Linked DNA regions of Danio rerio: region 1 is linked to region 2. Evidence: chromatin contacts called from public Micro-C data. All regions are on one chromosome and are shown on one strand. The core of a region is the stretch at or near the end of the contact, and the rest is flanking DNA. Distances in the headings are between cores, read along the strand shown.

Region 1 (3,863 bases), core at 961-3,460, 150 kb after region 2:
ACACACCCCATAAGAATGACTTTGATGCTGCTGGGGCTTTTCCTTCTTAAACAAAGAGTGCTTTCACTGGCGTCTCCAGGTGAAATGAGGGGATTGTGGGCTGCCATCTGGGCGCTGTAGTGACTCAACGTGCAGACAACAGGACAACTGCTTCTCAGCACCTTTTATTTGATTCAAAGTTCAAATATAAGGGACAAACACAAGATAACTATAACAAAAAGTCATTTTCGGTGGTGAAAAATACTTGATGTTGGCAGGTCATGAGTTATAGTAAGACTGAAACCAAAAGCAAGTAAAGTGTGATGGTTGACAGTGAATTTCCAAGATTACATTATAAAAAAAGTAATGTAAGTTCTGTCATGTGTTTAAATTAATTATGTAAGATGTTTTTTCTATTACATGTGGAAATATATCATCATGACACAAGCCGGTAGCCAGCCTAGTGGTTCTATTTTTCTCAAAAAGTGGACCTTTTTGCAGTTATAGGCCTTCATTGGTCAACTATTAAATTATGCGATTTAAAAACAGCATTTTCATGACATTTTAAGCACTATTTTAGCTTAAATAGATTGTTGGATAGTCATCATAACCAAAAAGTACATTGGGAAATTCATGGTTAACAACAGCCAAACTAGTTTTCAAATTAATTTTAATATCAGTCGTTTTTTGTGATTCACACCCTTTTCGTTGGTCAATTTGTTGTTTGCAAGACTTAGAATAAAAGTAACTTGTAAAATATTTACTCTATTTAAAAACAATAGAGTAGCGAAAGACGACTTCACTTCCTCAGATTGTATGTTTTCTTACACAGCTGGATGTTGGATTCATGAAAAATAATTGTGTTCACTGGCCAAAACTGATTGGCTGAAGTCAGACCTAAGTGACACCCAACAGAAGATTCCACTTGGTCTTTAAAACCTTTTTCGATGGTTTATTTTCACTATGATGGCATAGCAGTCAAAATAGGACAAATGAGCTCATGTATGGGAAAACTCTGGACCTTTGTCAGTGAGAGGTGGGTCTTTCGAACCACTCAAACCACCCTGGCTATAGGCCTGTTACAACATGTTGCTGTTCTTTTCCTCAATGGGTTTTTGAACATGACAATGTTTCTATCTAAAAATAAAAATACTTTTATTTAGTTTTTAAAAACTTTTAGGTATCCAATATTTTGGATGATCACTTTAAAAGATTTTAGTGTAATTTATGATAAAATTGTACTCTTATTATCTTGGTGGAAACCAGTGTTTCTCAACCACGTTCCTGGAGGACCACCATGGTTCAGATGTCTCCTCTGTCTGTCACACCCAGGTTTTTCAGTCTCTGCTAATAAACTGATGATCTGAATCAGGTGTCTTTGGTTAAGGAGACATGAAAAATGTGGAGAGCTGTTGGTTCTCCAGGAACATGGTTGGGAAACACTAGTGTAAACTATGTGTTCAGTCTATAGACATGCACAAGTAGGCCTATTTGACAACCAAAACAATACGTGCTAGCCCAAAATACTTTTTTATTTTGTATTATCATGTAAACCAAGCATTATTTTGTATTTCCTCTTTTTGATTTGATTCTATGGTTACTAAGTGGTGAACTGATTATGTTCAACTGTGTCTTGTTTTTTTCTTTGTTATCCTGTATGTATATATATATATATATATATATATATATATATATATATATATATATATATATATATATATATATATATATATATATATATATATATTTATTTATATTTATATATATATATTTATATATATATATTTATATATACATCATGTTGTCAGGATGAAAAACCACAGGGTTCCAAAGCAGATGCTAGAGACAAGAACCCAAGGAAAACGCCCAATAGGCCTCAAATGAAATAGACTCACTTAACCAAGTATTCCAAAAGAGCGAAGTAGACCCAAACTTCACCAAACAGTGGCCACAGACAGGGAAAGGTGGCAGAAACTTTGTTCAGCCTCTACATCTCTAGGTAGAAGAGGCCAGGAATGAGTAAAGTGAAATGATAACACAGAATCCACATAGCCACAGTACAAATTGCATAGATTGTGCATGTTTTTTTTTTTGTTTTGTTTTTTTTGTTTTTTTGAAGGCCTGTATGCTTGTGGGTTAGACAAATTGTAGATGTTTTTTTCTTTTTAGGTTTGTACATTTGAGTTTTTTACATTTTCGGCGGTTTTATGTACATAAGAGCGATGACTTTTATTATGAAGCAACAACTTTTAATGAGACAGGAAGTAATTCCTCTGTTATACATCACCTTTACATCTCAAAATATGTGCATGCGACAGAGTGTAACACTTCTTACTTAGAATTTGCGACTCTAAGTATGCTTATTATTAGTTTAGTGTTTGGACTTTGCACTTAACTCTGAGTGAAAGTGTCCATAGACCGCCATGTCTCCTGTAGCGGGCGCTAAGTTTGTCCGCACGCCGCTTCAGCTCTACCGGTACCTGCTGCGCTGCTGCAGACTTCTGCCATCAGAAGCCATGCAGAAACACTACCAACACGCCATCAGACAGGTGCCTTCATACACGAGAGAATGATTTTAAAAATAAATCAGACTTTTGTCAGGTGTAAACGTGTTTTCTTCCAGAGCTATAACAGCCATGTGGATGAGGATGACCCACAGAGGATTCAGATGATCATTCAAAGAGCTATATCTGATGCAGACTGGATATTAAATAAAGTAAGCTTATTTTGTTCGAGAAAAAAAAAACTAATATATATACTCTTTAGATTACTTTTTAATTTTAAAATTTACTTTTTAAAAATACTTTAATAGAACTTAAAAGAAATGTAACTTTTGGATTACTTTTTTTGGTTGTTTTTAATAATTTTTATTCTTTGTTGCTTTTATTACTTGTATTTATATATTCTGTTTCTTTTATTCTAGTTTATGTACTCTGAATTACCATTGTGTACCTATACTTACCAGTTTTTTTTTTTTATCTTTTTAGTACACAAAAAAGAAGTGACCACCTTTGTGAAGTGTTCATCATGAAGCAAACTGAGGACTTGCACACAAGTGTGCTGCTAAACACCGTGACGAGAAAGTCAAATCATAAACAGAGGTTAAACAGTACATCACCAAATATCCATATCAACTTTTACAAGTGTAACAATGCCATAAAGTTTACTTGATGATTACATAATATTTTACACATACACAATGCCCTTTATTGACTTTGTCTGGTATATAAGCCATTCAATTATTGATGCACCTATTTGATCATATACTTGTTGCCATTACATTCAAGTTTGTATATTTTCATTAAATTTAATATTAATATTGTTTTGAGTTAATAAATGTTTTAATATTACATTTGTGTTTCCTAATTTTGACTCTCCCATTTAAACGTTTTGATAAAGGCACATTAACGTACACTCACCGGCCACTTTATTAGGTACACCTTACTAGTCCTGGGTTGGACCCCCTTTTACCTTCAGAACTGTCTTAATCCTTCATGGCATAGATTCAACAAGGTACTGGAAATATTCCTCAGAGATTTTGGTCCATATTGGCATGATACCATCACGCAGAGTTGCTGCAGATTTGTCAGCTACACATTCAGGATGCGAATTACTCTTTCCACCACATCCCACATTACATTGAACTCATTGTCATGTTTAAGAAACCGGTCTGAGTTGATTTGCGCTTTATGCCATTGCACGTTATACTGCTGGAATTAGCTATCAGAAGATGGGTGCACTGTGGTCATAAAGGAATTGTCAGCAACAATACCTAGGTGGGCTGGGGCATTGACATGATGCTCAATTTATACTTATAGGCCCAAAGTGTGCCAAGAAAACATCCACCACAACATTACACCTCCACCCCTAGCCTGATCTGTTTA
Region 2 (4,034 bases), core at 173-2,672:
TGTATAATGTTTGACCGTCCTTGTTCTGCATTTTGCCTTCGATTTGAAAAACGATTGGACAGCGAATCATGTGTCTCCTTTCAGACGAGAGACTCACTTCAACGGCAGGTGCTAATTGGATGGCATGTCTCGCGTAATATCTCTGGGTACGTGGGCCCCCTCGCTCTCCATTTCGGCTCAACGGCTCCGTAGACTCGCACTGTCTTTTACAGTATGCTGTAGCCGTAATGGCGCTTGCTTCCACATGCAACAAGGGCCAGTTTATTATGGCTGGACCTGCGTCTCTTCCTCTCGTCCGCTGATTGGCTGTGCTGCTTCAGAGCCGCGAGGTGATTGGTGCAGAGAGCTGTCAACGGACAAGGAATAGACGGGTACCCAAGACGGCAGGGTTGCGCGTGTGCCTTCCCAGGTCCTGGCAGCACCATCCGGCGAGGGGGTGAGGACGCTGGCCGCCTGTTTTCTGGCTGCAAGGAACACTGGATGTTTTTCTTTTGATTTCTTCTTCACTGGATGTATACATGCCCACGATTTCGAGAGCAGGAACGCGGCACGCCGGTGAACGAGCGCATCGCTATCGATGGGGAAAATAAGTTGAAGGGCTTCGGAAGAATGTTTTCCTTGTTCCAGGGAAACGGATTGCTGTGTTGATCAGCGTGATGGGTGTTTCGAGAGGATTTTGACATTTGGAGAGGATCTGGAGCAGCTATCCATCTACAGCTTAGGAGGGCTCGAGCGCAACAGAAAGCGGCAACAGAGCGCCATACTGCAAAACAAGCTTCCCGGATCGATCCAGTGTAGCAGTCTTTTCGTGCGGGAGAATTGCGCGTTTTAATGTACATGTAAACAAGTAAGCTGGCGAGCAAGTACCAAGTCAGCAGCAGCGGTGGCCTGATTGAGATCCGCGTAACTTCTGCAAACTGCATGCAGCCCTGGCGGTGGAAACAGGGCTGGAAGAGCCCAAAATGGCAAATATGAAGAAATCCAAAAGATGAATGTTGCATATCCCCCGTAACTTGTACTGTTCGCCTAATTTCCCTTCTTTCCGCGCAAGCCCGAGTTTCGAGCCGAAGCAAGGTGCTCCTCATGCCTCCGACATGAGGGAGATTTAAGGCCGTGCGGAATTGATTTATTATGGGGGGAGCGCATTCTTTTGATTTAATCCCTCTCTCCTTTTTTACTTTTCTTTTGTTTACCCTCCGCTTGAGGGTTCTTGGATGTCCGCGCTTGTCATTTTGCTAGTCTGAAACGTACAACGCGTAAAGATTCTCCGAAGTAGGTCAGATCAAAGCTGAAGAGTTGTTAGTATGACACCTTTTCACTCTCGTCTTGATGTATGCCGGACATTTATGCTTTGATTTTACCCGTCGTTTGGCTCTATGACGGCCAAATGAGAGTTTGACATCTTGGCAGCCTCCCACTCCATCTCGTTCGCCTCTTTGTTTTGTTTTTCCACCTCTCATTTCGGGCTGTTGAGTGAGTGAATGGCTCTGTGCGGAACCACGGCTTCCAATGCCGCGAAAATGATGGCTGCGTACAACGGCGGCACCGCGGCAGTGGCAGCGCATCACCCGCACCATCACCACCAGCTGCCACATCTCCCGCCACCCGCCCACCTCCACCACCATCACCACGCTGGCCAGCATCACCTCCAGCACCCCGGCTCGGCCGCCGCCGTGCACCCCGTACAGCAGCACGCTTCTACGGCCGCGGCCGCTGCTGCTGCGGCGGCGGCGGCGGTGATGCTGAACCCGAGCCAGCAGCAGCCGTACTTCCCCTCGCCCGCTCCTGGACAAGCTCCGGGGCCGGCGGCCGCTGCAGCCCCAGCACAGGTGCAAGCCGCCGCCGCGGCCGCTGTAAAGGTGCACCATCACCACCACCAACACTCGCATCACTTACAACAACAGCTGGATATAGAGCCGGACAGACCGATCGGATACGGAGCTTTCGGCGTGGTTTGGTGAGTGGAACAACTTCTGTGTTAACAGAGAATGCTCTAAATAATGCTTCTTCTGACGACTTCAAAAGGGCTCTTGAACATTAGCCTAATGTTTATGTAAATCTAAACAACAAGTTTTTATGATCTATTAATATGTGCATTTTAAAAGTTTATTATAATGTTGTGCAAGATATGATTATTAAAAATACATACGCAGAATAGAAAAAAGTTTTGTTATTATGTCACACAGAGCTGGTACACCCCTCATGGGTGCCGCCATGTTTGTCACATGACTAGCTGTGGCATAAGTTCACACCTTACTGTTATTTTGAGATGACAACACCAGCTGTTCATGTCGGCTGACTTGCAATTAGTCTTTTGTATGGACTTATTGTTAACGTCTTTACTTAGAATCTTAATCAATATGTCACAGTTAGGTGATTTACTGGTCACATGGTACAAGCAGTTGCTCAGAAACTCTTGTATTTTGAGTTGTACTAGAATGTGAACAGCTTCTACAAGTTGTAATCTATAAAACAGAGTAATTATGACACCCATGCCACTAATTGTTGCAAAAGCTTTCAGTGGAAAGTAGTTGAAGTCTGCATGATAAATGGCAGATGATGTCATGTCGATGAGTCTTGTTCAAGAAGTCACTAGATTCATTCATTTCTTTAATTCCTAAAGGACTTAAAATGTTGCTACAGAGTCGAACAAGCAAAGTGCATTTATAAGAGCTGTAGCAATAAGTCTATTCAGTTTGGTATTCTCTATTGAATTGATTCAGAACTTCGGCATTAACATCAGGTGGTGCTCTAGGCCATTGGGTCCAGACTTGATTCTGGAGGGCCGGTGTCCTGCATATTTTAGTTTCAACCCCAACTGAACACACCTCAACCTGCTAATCAAGCTCTGGCTGTCTCTCAATATGTGTTCTTCAGCGATGTCATAATTAACTGCCATAGATCAGTTCCAAAACTCAAGACCGCAAGAACGGAGGATGTGGAAAGGTTCCCGGATGCGTTCTTGGTATCGAGGATGCACCAATACAGACTTGAGCACCAAACTAGCTCTAGAAGTCCCAATAGTGATTGAGACTTGAGGTGGGAAGCGCAGCCTTTTTATTAAAGTTCAGAGATATAACTTATTTATTTATCTCAGGAGTTTCCCTAAATGAGAAAGTAAACATTACCATGAAAAGCTTTACAAAGACACATAAAGGGTTTTTATTTGTTGAAATTCGTATTAAAATCTGTTTTATTTGTATTGTGCAATGTATATTTGTAAGGTCTTTATGCATAGTATATATTGTAAAAAGGGTAAGAACTATAAATTGTTGTATGAATGCTGTGATGTTTAAATAATTTCCCATTAAAAATGCGTGATCATGTGACCATCAGGAAGAATGCATTTAGTTTCTTACAGGATGCGTTCTCTGTTCTCGTGGTCTCCTGAATTCATTCTTCCGAGATGGCAAGAGCAGTCTTCACACATTCTTGGAATTGAGAAACAGCCTCTTTCTAGGTAGCAACTTCAGGGAGGAAGTTGGAGCTAAATTATGCAGGACACTGGCCCTCCAGGCCTGATTTTGGACACCCCTGCTTTAGGGTAGTTTTTAGGCATATGTTCAAATGCTCACGAAGAATAGCACTTGTATAATAAGTCATATAAGTGGTCAATCCTTTCGTTGATTTGTTTTATTGCCACAGCGTTTCCAAATGGTGGCTGCGACTACTCAGGAGTCCAACAATAGTGTACAACTCCTTGAAGAAAAACATCGACATAAAGGTCTATTACAAATCCACCCCTAAAGATCATAGGAAAATGCTAGAATGAGATCATATCAATTTGCCAAAATGGCTAAATAGTTCTGAATGCTACTGTGTTGGTTTATATTATGACATGCTATACAAAGAACAGACATAAAAGTCAATGTCACGACAAAATATTGATGGCATGAATCAGCATGTTTACGATCTGTTAAATAGAATAAAAAATCAGTCATAGTTGGCCATTGCGACATGTAAGAACTAACTAAACCAGAACTTACCGAGAACACCTTTAAAATAGTTCACCTGCTAGGGTTGTTATGAGGGAA

The links. A called contact is a pair of places that touch in the nucleus more often than the background predicts.
Region 1: a Micro-C map of caudal fin shows a contact between it and region 2, with 2.5 times the contacts expected there. The contact joins the promoter of lyrm9 here to the promoter of LOC141377978 in region 2. A contact is called at or near these places in 1 of 18 Hi-C or Micro-C datasets (caudal fin) and 3 of 4 datasets of contacts at active chromatin or transcription factors (caudal fin, embryo and pancreas).

What each region holds. Positions count from the first base shown.
Region 1 is chr15:32,903,223-32,907,085 of GRCz12tu, forward strand. lyrm9 (LYR motif containing 9) reads left to right here and starts at 2,211. Exons shown (of 3, transcript NM_001159983.2): 1 at 2,211-2,528; 2 at 2,603-2,695; 3 at 2,967-3,329. The coding sequence starts at 2,403. The coding sequence ends at 2,984. All of the region lies in intron 1 of LOC137487766 (a long non-coding RNA gene), which reads right to left.
Region 2 is chr15:32,751,258-32,755,291 of GRCz12tu, forward strand. LOC141377978 reads right to left here and starts at 1,423. Exons shown (of 5, transcript XM_073924213.1): 1 at 1,362-1,423; 2 at 98-314. The coding sequence starts at 1,423. It overlaps nlk2 (nemo-like kinase, type 2), which reads left to right and starts at 408. Exons shown (of 12, transcript NM_001113485.2): 1 at 408-1,619; 2 at 1,863-1,957. The coding sequence starts at 1,482.